2 separate regions of the Mus musculus genome follow, and region 2 is linked to region 1. Evidence: chromatin contacts called from public HiCAR-type data. All regions are on one chromosome and are shown on one strand. The core of a region is the stretch at or near the end of the contact, and the rest is flanking DNA. Distances in the headings are between cores, read along the strand shown. Region 1 overlaps Gm31813 (a long non-coding RNA gene). Region 2 overlaps Tbl1xr1 (transducin (beta)-like 1X-linked receptor 1).

What was found. HiCAR-type assays count read pairs that join an accessible place to other places.
Region 2: a HiCAR-type map of embryonic stem cells shows a contact between it and region 1, with 3 times the contacts expected there. The contact joins two enhancer-like sites. A contact is called at or near these places in 1 of 484 Hi-C or Micro-C datasets (liver), 2 of 115 datasets of contacts at active chromatin or transcription factors (embryonic stem cells and pancreatic cancer cells) and 1 of 9 other capture datasets (liver).

The regions. Positions count from the first base shown.
Region 1 is chr3:21,888,650-21,894,601 of GRCm38.p6, reverse strand. It overlaps Gm31813 (a long non-coding RNA gene), which reads left to right. Exons shown (of 8, transcript XR_001783797.2): 4 at 429-505. Among named protein-coding and RNA genes, the nearest start is that of Gm31813, 73 kb to the left of the region's middle. Within about 2 kb of position 2,286, at least 67 of the 459 cell types and tissues checked have an H3K27ac peak or open chromatin away from gene starts, as enhancers often do. A contact at or near this core is called in embryonic stem cells, where this site is marked.
Region 2 is chr3:22,103,403-22,109,486 of GRCm38.p6, reverse strand. The region is part of intron 1 of Tbl1xr1 (transducin (beta)-like 1X-linked receptor 1); the gene reads right to left. Among named protein-coding and RNA genes, the nearest start is that of Tbl1xr1, 30 kb to the right of the region's middle. Within about 2 kb of position 1,331, at least 8 of the 459 cell types and tissues checked have an H3K27ac peak or open chromatin away from gene starts, as enhancers often do. A contact at or near this core is called in embryonic stem cells, where this site is marked.

The DNA.
Region 1 (5,952 bases), core at 1,037-3,536:
CCATTTTATTTCTTCTTAAATCCATAGTTAAGTGACAGAGAAAGCTTCTGAGAAGAAAGAAGCAAGAGAAAAGGAGCCGTCATGGCTTACTTTGTACTGGGAACTCTGGTGCCTTATAACATAACACGTCCAAGTGTAACAAAGCTATCTAAGAGAAAAGCACTCAATTAGGAACAAACAAATCTATAAAAACAGAAAGAGGGGATGAAGCCGAGTCGCTTATAATCCCAGTGAAAGTGGAAGCAGGGAGATCAGGAGTTCAAGGTCATCTCTGGCTGTATGTGGGGCCTAGGGCAGGCTACAGTACCTGCTTTAAAACAAAAAGCATTTATTTTGAAGGTTTTATAATGTATGCTGGCAGTTTTTTGTTTTGTTTTGTTTTGTTTTAAAGATAAAGGCATTTTCTTTCTTGTTTTCTTTTTAAATAGTAAAAACCTAACAACTCCGAGCTTGGTAGAGACCCTGTTTCAAGAGCAAAAAGGAAGAAGGGAGAAGAAGAAGATGGGTAATGTTCTCCTACCGTTAAAACTCTCCCGCACTTGTCTGCCTTTGGAGATTTCTGTGCCAAATTCAACAGTTAAGACTTTGGTGATGGGAAAGATGACGCTTTTCTTGTCCTCTTTGTGTATGTTCAGCTGTGTGTCCATGCACACTTGTGTATCCGTGAAATGCATGTTTGTGCGCATGCATGAGTAAGCCTGATGTCAGTCTCAGGTTTAATTCTTCAGGAGCTATGTATCATGTTTTTCTTAAAGGCAGTGATTCTTACTGGAACCTGGGGCTTGCCCATTAGGCTATGCTGGTTGGCCAGTGAACCCCAGGGATCCACCTGTTCCCACTTGCCCACTGCTTAGATTCACCAACCATCACACCAGACGTTTTACATGGGTAATAGGGATTGAAGTCAGGTTCAAATGTTTACACGGGATGAACTTTTCCTGAGTGGGCCGTCTCTGTAGCCCCACCATGGGACACTTCACTTATCCTTTTTATTCACCATCAAATGTATATATATTTTTTCTGAAAATATTAGCCTTTTGCATTTGACATGTATTGCCAGAGAAGTCACAGGGTAGAATTCTGTAGCCATCTATCAAGGCTTGAGGAGACATGCAAATGTTCTGTGTACCGACTGAGAGGTACTCTGAGCGCATATCACCATTAGTGAAGTGTGATTAGGCAGAGAATGGAATTTTACACTGCTTACCTCTTCTGACTTTTTCATTTGCAGTCCAGCCTTAGCTCATCGGGTACAGATCGGTTTACATCCTTGAATGTGCGTGAAACCAACCTGGGGCTCTTTGGAGCTCTTAATTGCTGTGTGATTTGATATCACAGTGCAGTGAAGCTAGGCAAGCTAATTGTTTTCCTGACTGAATTTCATCCCTCCCTCCCTCTGCCTGGAGGAGGGGATAAAGCAAAAAACAAAGCAGGGAATGTCTCTGGGCTGCACATCTTTCCTTTCCAGCAACATCATTTGTGATGGGTAGCAGCCTCGTCATCACACAGTCGATCATGATGAGGGATAATTATAATCCTTAAGTGGTTTCAGCTTTGGGTTGTTAGTAGTGGGAGCAAAATGAGGATGGGTGGGAGTGTGAAAGACAAATATGGTTTACTCAGCTTTAGTGTTCTCTTGCAGCATTTCAGAAATAGAAGAAAGACATTTCTCTGTGCGTCTTGCTGGGGAGCGGAGTTATAGTTCATAGCTACATTGTGTGATGTGAAACACGTACTGGACTAAAATTTATGGAAACAAATTAAATATTTGATTAATCACTTTAACTATTGATCAATTTGTATGGCTTCCTGTACATTGCCTTTTTCATAGCAATCAATAACGTGGGTGATGTATAAACAACATCTTCTGCAATAAATAATTATATTATGTAATGCGGGTTAAATTTAGAAATTGCTGTTTTATTGCATTTCTTCCTCATAAAATGTAGTGCCAAATAGTAATTGACACCGAGTTAGAGGTTTGTAATGCTTTACTTCAAATTTAATCCAGGAATTCTCTCAGAGGATTTACAGAAAGAGATCCCTGGAGCAAGAGCAAGGATGGGAAGCAGGGAGTACCTGAGCCAGGAGGCGGGGGGGGGGGGGGGGGAGGTCAAGACGTGATTGGTGGGGAGGGAAGGAGGGGCAGAGAAATTGAGAAGCCTGGTGTGGCAGATTGTCTCTTTTAGAACCCAGTAAGCCATTGTGATGGAAATGGACATCAGGCAAGGCAGAGTTCAGTTGCAAAAGGCTGAGATTGGAGCCCAGGCCCCCAGGAGGGCAAACTGCCTCTGACAATAAGATGGGAGATTTATTAGGAAGAAACACAAAGCTCTTTCCCTCTCCCTGGTGTTTCTAAAGCATTTAGCCTGCCAGGAGAACCAAGGCTTCTGTTAGCACTAATCACTTCCGGAGCGTCCCCAGTTGCTTTGAGACTAAATGTCTGCTGGCCACGAATCAATTCTCTCCCCACCCCCACCCCAAGGATTAGCTGTTTCATCTTTACGTAGATAATTCAATCATCTCCAAGAGAAATGGAGGCGACCGAAGCAGCTAGAAGCAGAACCAGGGAGCACAGTACACTCTTGTTTGCTCTGGAAGGACACCCTATTCCAAAGGAGAAGGTGGTAGTGGGACTATTTGCAGCACTGTTATCTGAAGGGGCCTTCCGTTGAAAATTATGCAGTAGCTGTATTTGGACCATTCTTTTTTTTCTTTTTTTAATATATTTTTTATTAGGTATTTTCTTAATTTACATTTCAAATGCTATCCCTATACCCTCCACCCCCACCCCGGCCCGGCCCTGCTCCCATACCCACCCACTCCCACTTCTTGGCCCTGGCGTTCTCCTGAGGAATATAAAGTTTGCTAGACCAAGGAGCCTCTTTCTCAATGATGGCCGACTAGGCCATCTTCTGCCTCATATGCAGCTAGAGACACGAGCTGGGGGTACTGGTTAGTTCATATTGTTGTTCCACCTATAGGGTTGCAGACCCCTTCAGCTCCTTGGGTATTTTCTCTAGCTCCTCCATTGGGGACCCTGTGTTCCATCCAATAGATGACTATGTGCATCCACTTCTGTATTTGCCAGGCACTGGCATAGCCTCACATGAGACAGGTATATCAGGGTTCTTTCAGCAAAACCTTGCTGGCATATGCAAGAGTGTCTGGGTTTGGTGACTGATTATGGGATGGATCCCCGGATGGGGCAGTCTCTGGATGGTCCATTCTTTCGTCTTAGCTCCAAACTTTGTCTCTGTAACTCCTTCCATGGGTATTTTATTCCCTATTCTAAGGAGGAATGAAGTATCCACACGTTGGTCTTCCTTCTTCTTGAGTTTCTTGTGTTTTGCAAATTGTATCGTGGGTGTTCTAAGTTTCTGATTCTAAGTTATAAACCCCAATAGATATGCTTTCTAAATCATAGCACACATTTGGGAAGAAGAGGCGTGTGAGGGGAATGAAAGCATATGGTAGGCGTGATCTGACCTTAGTACTGGGAAAGGGCAAGAAGGAAATCCAAAATTTTATACATGAATACACTCATGAATAAGCGCTCTAAAATAGAACTGGCAAAATGACTCAGGAAGTAAGACAGCAAGTCTGGCAATGTGTGTTCAATCCCCAGAACCCATGGGAAAGGTGGAAGAGAAAACAGAGTCCACAGCGTTTTCCTCTGGCCTCTACATATGTGTCCTGAGACATGTACAGAACCCCATCATGTACATATGTGCATGTTTAACATACATAGGCACACACACACACACATATGTGTGAGCATGTGTGTTTGCCTAATACTATTAAGAAATACAATAATTTTAAAAGGCATATTTTACTAATTGAGTTTTAGACCATCCTGATATACACTTGTTTAAAAAAAATCGATTGAAAAAAAATCTCTCAATATTTATCACAAAACATAACTTGAAAATTAAGATCCATTTGGAAAGGGGCAAGAATCAAAGGAAGATGGCAGCTAAGCATGAATTGCTTCTGCAAAACTGTTTGCACCCCATGGTTCAGGGAGAAGCATCATTTCCTGCAGTGCCTGACCAGATCTCTTCAACCAGCTGGAGTGATGTGAGAACTCTAACATCAGCTCCAAGCCCCCAAGCCCAGCCAGCCTATGATTTACCTTCTCTGTAAATAAGACGTTTTTGAATTTCCAGTTTGGCCTCTTCTGCCAGTTCAGCTCAGAATCTTTCCACCTCAATGAAACCCTTTCTTGGGTGTTTTCTTCCCTCCTTGAAATTTCATTGCAAATGCCAAGTGCTGTGATTATAAAGTTGCCTTATTTTCATTTTTCTTAAGTAGCTTGTCTTGTCTTTTTATTTATTTTTAAAAAGACAGTTTTGAATATGAACTAACCAGTACCCCCCAGAACTTGTGTCTGTAGCTGCATATGTAGCAGAAGATGGTCTAGTCAGCCATCAGTGGAAGGAGAGGTCCATTGTTCTTGCAAACTTTATATGCCCCAGTACAGGGGAACGCCAGGGCCAAGAAGTGGGAGTGGGTGGGTAGGGGAGTCGGGGAGGAGCCTATGGGGAACTTTTGGGATAGCATTGGAAATGTAAATGAAGAAAATACCTAATTTAAAAAAAAAACGATTTTGTTTTCTTATCTTCTTAGCAAACCAATGAGTTTAATTAGGGTTCCTCAGAGGAGCATGGGAGTATCTGTGCTGTATTGTATCAATGGCTATATCACTAAGGAAAATGCCGTTCCCTCTCCCAGCAACTGCCTATAAATTCTTTAAGAGAGGTGGAACCAGGTGAGACCCTCACTCTCACTCACTTCATGGGGGGATTTTGATGGACTCAGTTTGTATAGGTCTTGTGCAGGTAGTCCTAGCTACTGAACATTCAAGCATATAATGGCCAAGCCATGCCCAGAAGACATGACATTCTATGCCTTCTTTGTTTCTTATGTCCTTCCATCCTTTATTCCACAATGATGTTTAAACCTTCACTAAGGTGATAGAAAATTCAACAATTACTTACTGCCTACTGTCTGTTTGTGAGTCTCTGCAATAATTCTTACACACTGCAAACCATGTACAGTGTTTTTAACCGGAAGTCAGCTCTCTGAGTGAAGCAGTCATATCATGTGCTTTCACACAAAGGCTGATCACTGATAAACATACAGAAAATGGCTATTGAATTTTTGGCTGGGTATCTGACTCAGAGACATGAAGATCTATCTCTTCAGATCTCTCCAATCTGGCAAAGGACATTTTCTGATGGCAGGTATGACTACTATATAGGAGAAACATTATAATGATCATTTATCATTAAGACAGAGATCTCTGTCTGGACTTGTGGTAAAATGGTCTTTAGTCTGTTCATAAGGATCAAACCAGGTGACTTGCTAGCTAGTCAGCCAGAATTCTTCTCCCTTAATTTCTCTTCAGCTAATTTTCTTTTCTTGAGTATTCCTTTCCTCTGATAAATGCTTAGAGTTGGTGTTAGTCAACAAGTGTAAGTCTTGCTAGCTCTAAGTTACTGACTCTGCAGGTAAGAGTTAAACGACTTGGACAAGGATAGCTTTGAGAGACCCTGCACAGCAAAATCACTTAATATGTGTAGGCATGGAGTAGACTGGGTACACAGACCTTAATGGATGACTTGGAGCTAGTCATAAACCAGGGACAAAAGCAGGTACAGAGTTCAGTCATCCATGTAAAGGCCCCTGACTCGTAGGATACAGGGCAGATTCACATGTGTTTGGGTCTGTGACTCACAGGACAAAGGGCGATCTCATCCATGTTTGGATTCATGACTGATAGGTTACAGAGTAGGCTTCACAATTATCTTGGTCTATTATTGACAGGATACAGGTTCATGGATATCTGATTTTATGATGATAGAACACAGGTTGAACTCATGCATGCATGTACACAAACAATAAATAAACAAAATATCAATTATTATTAAATGAATTTGACGAAATAAT
Region 2 (6,084 bases), core at 82-2,581, 220 kb before region 1:
CTCCAAATAATGGTGCAGGGAAACTAGATATTCCCATGCAGAATAAAAATAGATTCTCATCTCTCACCTTGCACAAAAATCAACTCATACTGGATCACAGACCTTAATGTAAGATCTAAAACACTAAAATGTTGAATAACTTTCTGAAACAACTCCAATAGCACAGGAAATCGCCTCCATATCTGGCAAATGGGAAAACATGAAATTAAAAGGCTTCTGAACAGCAAAAGAAACAACTGTCAGTAATAAAAGTCAGTGTGAAGAATAGGCAGAGGTGTGTAAAATCACCTCCAACAGTACATTAGAGAGGCTAGTGTCTAGAATATATAAAGAAAATAAGACCTCCCAATTACTACTGAATACATTCTCAAAACAGTGAGGCTGAAATGATGGCTCAGCAGTTAAGAGCCCTGGGTGTTCTTTCTGAGGACCTAGGTTCAGTATCCAGCACCCATATAGTACCTCATAACAGTCTTATGACTACAGTCCCAGAGGATCCATCCTCCTCCACTGGTCTCTGAGGGCATAGCATGCACAAAAGTGTAAACACACATGCATGTAAAAACCCTTGCACACAAAATTATTATTATTATTATTATTATTATTATTATTATTAATTGTTATACACATTTTTAAATTGTATGTATTCTAAATATTTGAAAAACTGTTCAATAACCTTATCAATTTGGGGAATACAGTAGTGCTGAGATTCCAATGCACCACAAAAAGAATGGCTAACAGCAAGAGAATAGCAAACACATGCTGAGAAGTGGGAGAGAGTAACCCCTCCACTGCTGGTAGGAAAAATAAGTATAGCCACTATGGAAATCAAAAACTGTCACCTGACCCAGACATAACCTTTCTGGGCATGTCGTAGAAACGTCTACATACCACAGAGCAATACCCAAGAGATAGAACCTGCCTAGATGCCTTATAAACTGATAAAAAAGATAAAGAAAATGTGATTAATGTACAAAATAGAATTTTATTTAGCCTTACAAAACACTGAAATCAAGACATTTACAGGAAAACATATATTCCACATCTGTGCTAAGATAACTCTGACTTGGAAAAGTCAACTACCACATTTTCTCCCTATGCAAATCCTAGAATTTAGTTCTTTTACAAGTATTATTAGGGGTGGGGATGTCCTAGAAAGGGGTCCTTGAAAGAGAAGAAGAGAGCTTAAGGAGGAGGAAGGTACATGAATTCAAGTCAGAGAAGCAAAAAGTTGCCAACAAAAAGAGGTGGGGGGAGAACAGCAGGAGTCAGGAAATGGAAGCAACTGGAGAAGTTCAGTAAGAACAAAGTATGAGTGAGAGCAGAGTAAGGAAACCTATTGCTTTGTATGCTAACTGTAAAGCCCAAGTACTAAGCCAGCTTAGTAAAATGGCTTAGCAGCAGAAGGCCAATCCTGCAAAGGCTGACATGGCTGGATCCCTAGGAAGGAGAACCAACTCCATAAAGTTGATACCTGACTTCTACCCATGAGTCAGGATGTACACACACATATAAACATTTAAAAATAAGAGTAATAAAACATTAAACTTTATAAATAAAAATGAAAGTTTCATAGTTAGGTTATCTTTGTGGTGATTAAACACCATGACTAAAGCAACTTGAGAAGGAAAAGGATTATTCAGTTTACACTTCCCATCACTGCTTATCATTGAAGAAGTTAGGGCAAGAATTCAAACAGGCCAAGAACCTGGAAGCAGGAGCTGAGGCAGAGCCCATGAAGGGTGCTGCTTATTAGCTTGCTCCTTAGAATTCCTTCAGCCTGCAATGTGATAGGACCCAGGACGACCACCTCAGGGGAGGCCTACCCACTATGGACTGGGCCTCCCCCTCAATCACTAAGAACAGGACTTAGCAGGCCTCACTGCGGCCCAACCTTAGGAGACATCTTCTCAGTTGACGTTCTCACTTCTATGCTCACTCTAGTTTGTTTCAGGTTGATATAAAACTAGTCAGCAGAGAAGATGGAATGACTCTTTCAGATCTACAAAAGTAGACTAATAACCAGCAGTTCTGCTGCATAAGAAACGTTCTACTAAGGCAGAACGCAATACCAGATGGATCCATTTACCATACAGTGGATAATGGGGTGAGGAGAATGGTAAGCCCTTAAGTAGCACTTCAAGGTGGGTGGTGAGTTTAAACGCCTACACCATAGAGCTTGACCTAACAGCCTAAAGCAGTAAGCCGGTACAATGAAGTGTTTCTATTAATCCAAAGCAGAGAGGGAAACTAGCTCAACAAGCAAGACCACTCCACATCATACATAAGCAGACCTCACATATAATCAGACTGAAAACAAATCAAGAGGGAAACACACAGACCATGCCAGCTCCACTACAGAGAGAGATGAAATGACAGCAGAAACATCAGGTACACAGACTGTCAGAGCACAGAATATGAGCACGGTAAAAAAGTAATAATAAAGGGCCACCACAACACAGAGGAAAAACAAAACACTAAGCGTTCATAAACCTCATCCTATTACTTCAAAATCAATAAAGCAAAAACAAAGTTCCACAAAGAAACAGAACTTAGGGCCGAGCAAGTTAAGTATCTTATTCTCTGTTACTGACTAAAGAGGGAACAGAAAAATCAGGAAATGCTAAATAAAAGATTTGAATATTATCAAACAAACTGGCCTAACAGATGTGAGAACAGTGAAATAAAATCAGCAATCAGCATTGGAGAGTTCTCAGGAAAGTAAAATCATCAGAAACTGAATAATGTGCTCCTAACAGTCAGTTATTCTAAGAAAATATTGGGCTGGGTGGCACAGGCTGAGAATCCCAGGGACACAGGGGCAGAAGAAGTTCAAGTTCCAGGCCAAACTAGGGTATATGTTTAGACCTGTCTCAGAAGGGGGGGATGGGAGGTGATCAGGTGATAGAAGTCTTGAGAGATGATGCCCACAGAATCTATTGTTACCTAGAAAAATAAGTTGGATGTACAGCCTCAAGACTATTTGCCTAGCAGAGTGAGGCCCTGGCTTCAACCTTCAGGACCACTGAGAATATAGCTTATATATATGTGCCCATATATATGTGTGTGCGTGTGTGTACATGTGTGTGTACATGTATGTATGTGTATGTACACGATTCAGTGGGTGAGGGAAATGCCTTTATGCACGGCAGCTCTCTATAAAAGCTGGAGGACAGAATGGCTTACATCACGCAGATCTGGAGAAGTCAAGTTTATGCTGCAAGGAGTGATGGTAGCACTCAATAGGTCCTCAAGACCCGACAGTAGACTGGCAATAGGCAGTAGCTGTTTGAGAAGGATTTCAGCACAGCCAGCCCAAGCAAATATTAATTCACTATAATTATATTGGATTTATTCCTGAATTTCCCCCATTGTTATCTGATTGAACCAATTTGGAATTAATTGTATGTAACAGATTTTAGGGCAAATGAAATGTAGTCTAGTGGGACTCTTTTATCCTTGAGCAGTAAAAAGTTGTTCTGAGGTTCACAGCAGCTGAGAGAACATACTGCAGACTCTGAGTGCAGCAGGATCTACAGTAAGCCTGTTTGATGCAGCAGAACAAGGTGCCACTGCTCCCCAACGATACTGTCCCTTCATGATGGTGAAATAAGCCATATGAGTCATCTGTGCTTAAAAACACCTCATAGCTCCAAGTGGTGGTGCATGCCTTATTCCTGATATCCCTGATGTAAGTAGGAAGATGGACGTTCAAAGCCAGCCTTCGGTACATGATGGTTTCCTTCCACGTTTGATACTCCACACGCTGTCTTCCATCTAGCCCTAATTGAGGGAGTATATTGCTTCCATATGTGTGAGACAAGGTATCAGTCGCCCAGGCTCTTTCCTTTCACCCCTTCCTCTCCCTCCCATACCCCTCTGCTTTTTCTGTTTTCCAGGCAGCTTTCAGCAAAGTGGCTGGAGTTCATGCTCATCTTTGCTTACATGCCCACGCAGGGTGCTCTGTAATGATGGCATGCATCCACCAGCACAACCTTTTACAACCTTGGGATCAGTGCACTGCCCTTGGGAAATGGCAAGGTCAAGATTTAACAGTTCAAGATAATTCTTCCCCAACAAAGAATTATTCTAATCTAGAATTATACCAACCCTCTTTAAAATAACTCAGAGACTCATAAGAATGAAGAGCACAATAATTAAGTTAATTAAAGCTAATGTGAAAGGACTGGGGATGCAGCTCAGTGGGCAGGCTGCTGCTTCCTGATATGCCCAAGACCTGTGCTCGAACCCCAGCACAAGGATGTGACTACATATGTAGGTATAGACAGGTACATGCCTATAATCTCAGCACTCAGAGGTAGAGAGAGGCAGGAGCATCAGAACAAGGTCACTTTTAATTACATAACAAGTTTAAGACAAGCCTGGACTACTGATACCTTGTCTCTCACACATACAGTACATGATACAAACAGGAGCAGAGCAGCTCTTATGCATAGCACACTGCAATGACAGTGTGTGCACACAGAAAACAAGACCCTGCTCCGGCCAAGACATCATGGCACAATTCTAAACATGCACTATACCTTTTTTTGCAAGGGCTACTTGCAGGAACCAGCTCAGAAGCAAGAACAGGAGTTAAGTCAATGTCAGGCCTGAAGGATAATATGATCAGGAAAAGGCTACAGAGCAACATATAAATCCTGGCTGAATACAATACAGAACACTGGACAGCCACTAATAATCCTGAAAGCATACCAACTCTGGGACCAGCCTAAACCTAGTTTCCTGCTGTGATAACACTGACGAAAAGCAGCTTAGGCAAGTAAAGTGTATGTTGAGACTATACTTCTAGGTCACATTACATCCTTAAGCTGTCGTCAGGCAAGGGAACCAAAGCAGAAACCACGAAGGAATGAATGCTGCTTGTTGGCTCACTCTCACACATGAACATTCATTAATTGTAGCATACTATCTGAAGGTATTTATCTTATAATCAATGTTGGGTGACCAGTGGTCCCATGTTCAAAAAACAAAACTAGACACCCAGAGATTTAAGGGAGACTCAGGGATTACAGAATCAGAAACATCTGCCAAGATTCCTAAACCTAGAATGGGGAAAAACAACAACAAAAAAGAAAACAAAAACAGGCTAGTTCTTCAACTGCGAAGTCAGCTTAAGAGCCTGGCCCCGGTGGGATTTCTCTCTCCTGATTCATTTCAGAAGCACTCTTAACTAGCTCACTCCACTGCACGCAGCAAAGTGAACAAACACACCAGAGATTCAAAGTAAAGACTTCAATCATTCCTGTTTCTCTCTCATATATGTACAAGAGTAGCATGCAACAGAAAATGATAAATTAAGCCTGGCACGGTGACACATACTTGTGATCCCTAGTCGTTGGCAGCTGAAGCTGGTCTGTATTACTTGGAGACAACATGCCTTAAAAACAAAACAGCAAGAAAAAAATAGGAAAAGCTAAATTTAAAGATATAAAGTCCCTAAATGATTTGAAAATAGTGCCAGCCCTATGAGCAACCTCCTGCCTTTTATGAAGCTCCGTAAAAGTAACCAATCTGACAAAGCACCAGAACCTCTATGATCATCTCAAACTCAGCATTTGTAAATGGATGCTGCACAATTCAAAAGCAAGACAGAGTGCTATTTGTAACCAAAATGTTTGCTTACAGCAGCTGTGATTTTTTTTTTTTTTTTTTTTTGGTCAAACAGGTTTTTTAAAAAAAAATTACTATCTCCTATAACAATAGGTTAACTTAGTCTCTGTGATCCATTAAAAAAAAAAAAAAAACTAAATTATTGCAAGCTCCATCCTCAATAAAAAAATTCCACACCATGGCCAATGAGACCGTCCAGCAGGTAAGGACACTTGCTGCCAAACCTGATGGCCTAAGTTCTGTCCATGATTAAAATAACTAAGATTGCCAAAAATACAGTGGCACGCACATCCCCGAGCAAGTGCACAGGTACACACACTAAATATATACCTTAAAAATATTTTTAAAGCCGAGCGTGGTGGCACACGCCTTTAATCCCAGCACTCGGGAGGCAGAGGCAGGTGGATTTCTGAGTTCGAGGCCAGCCTGGTCTACAGAGTAAGTTCCAGG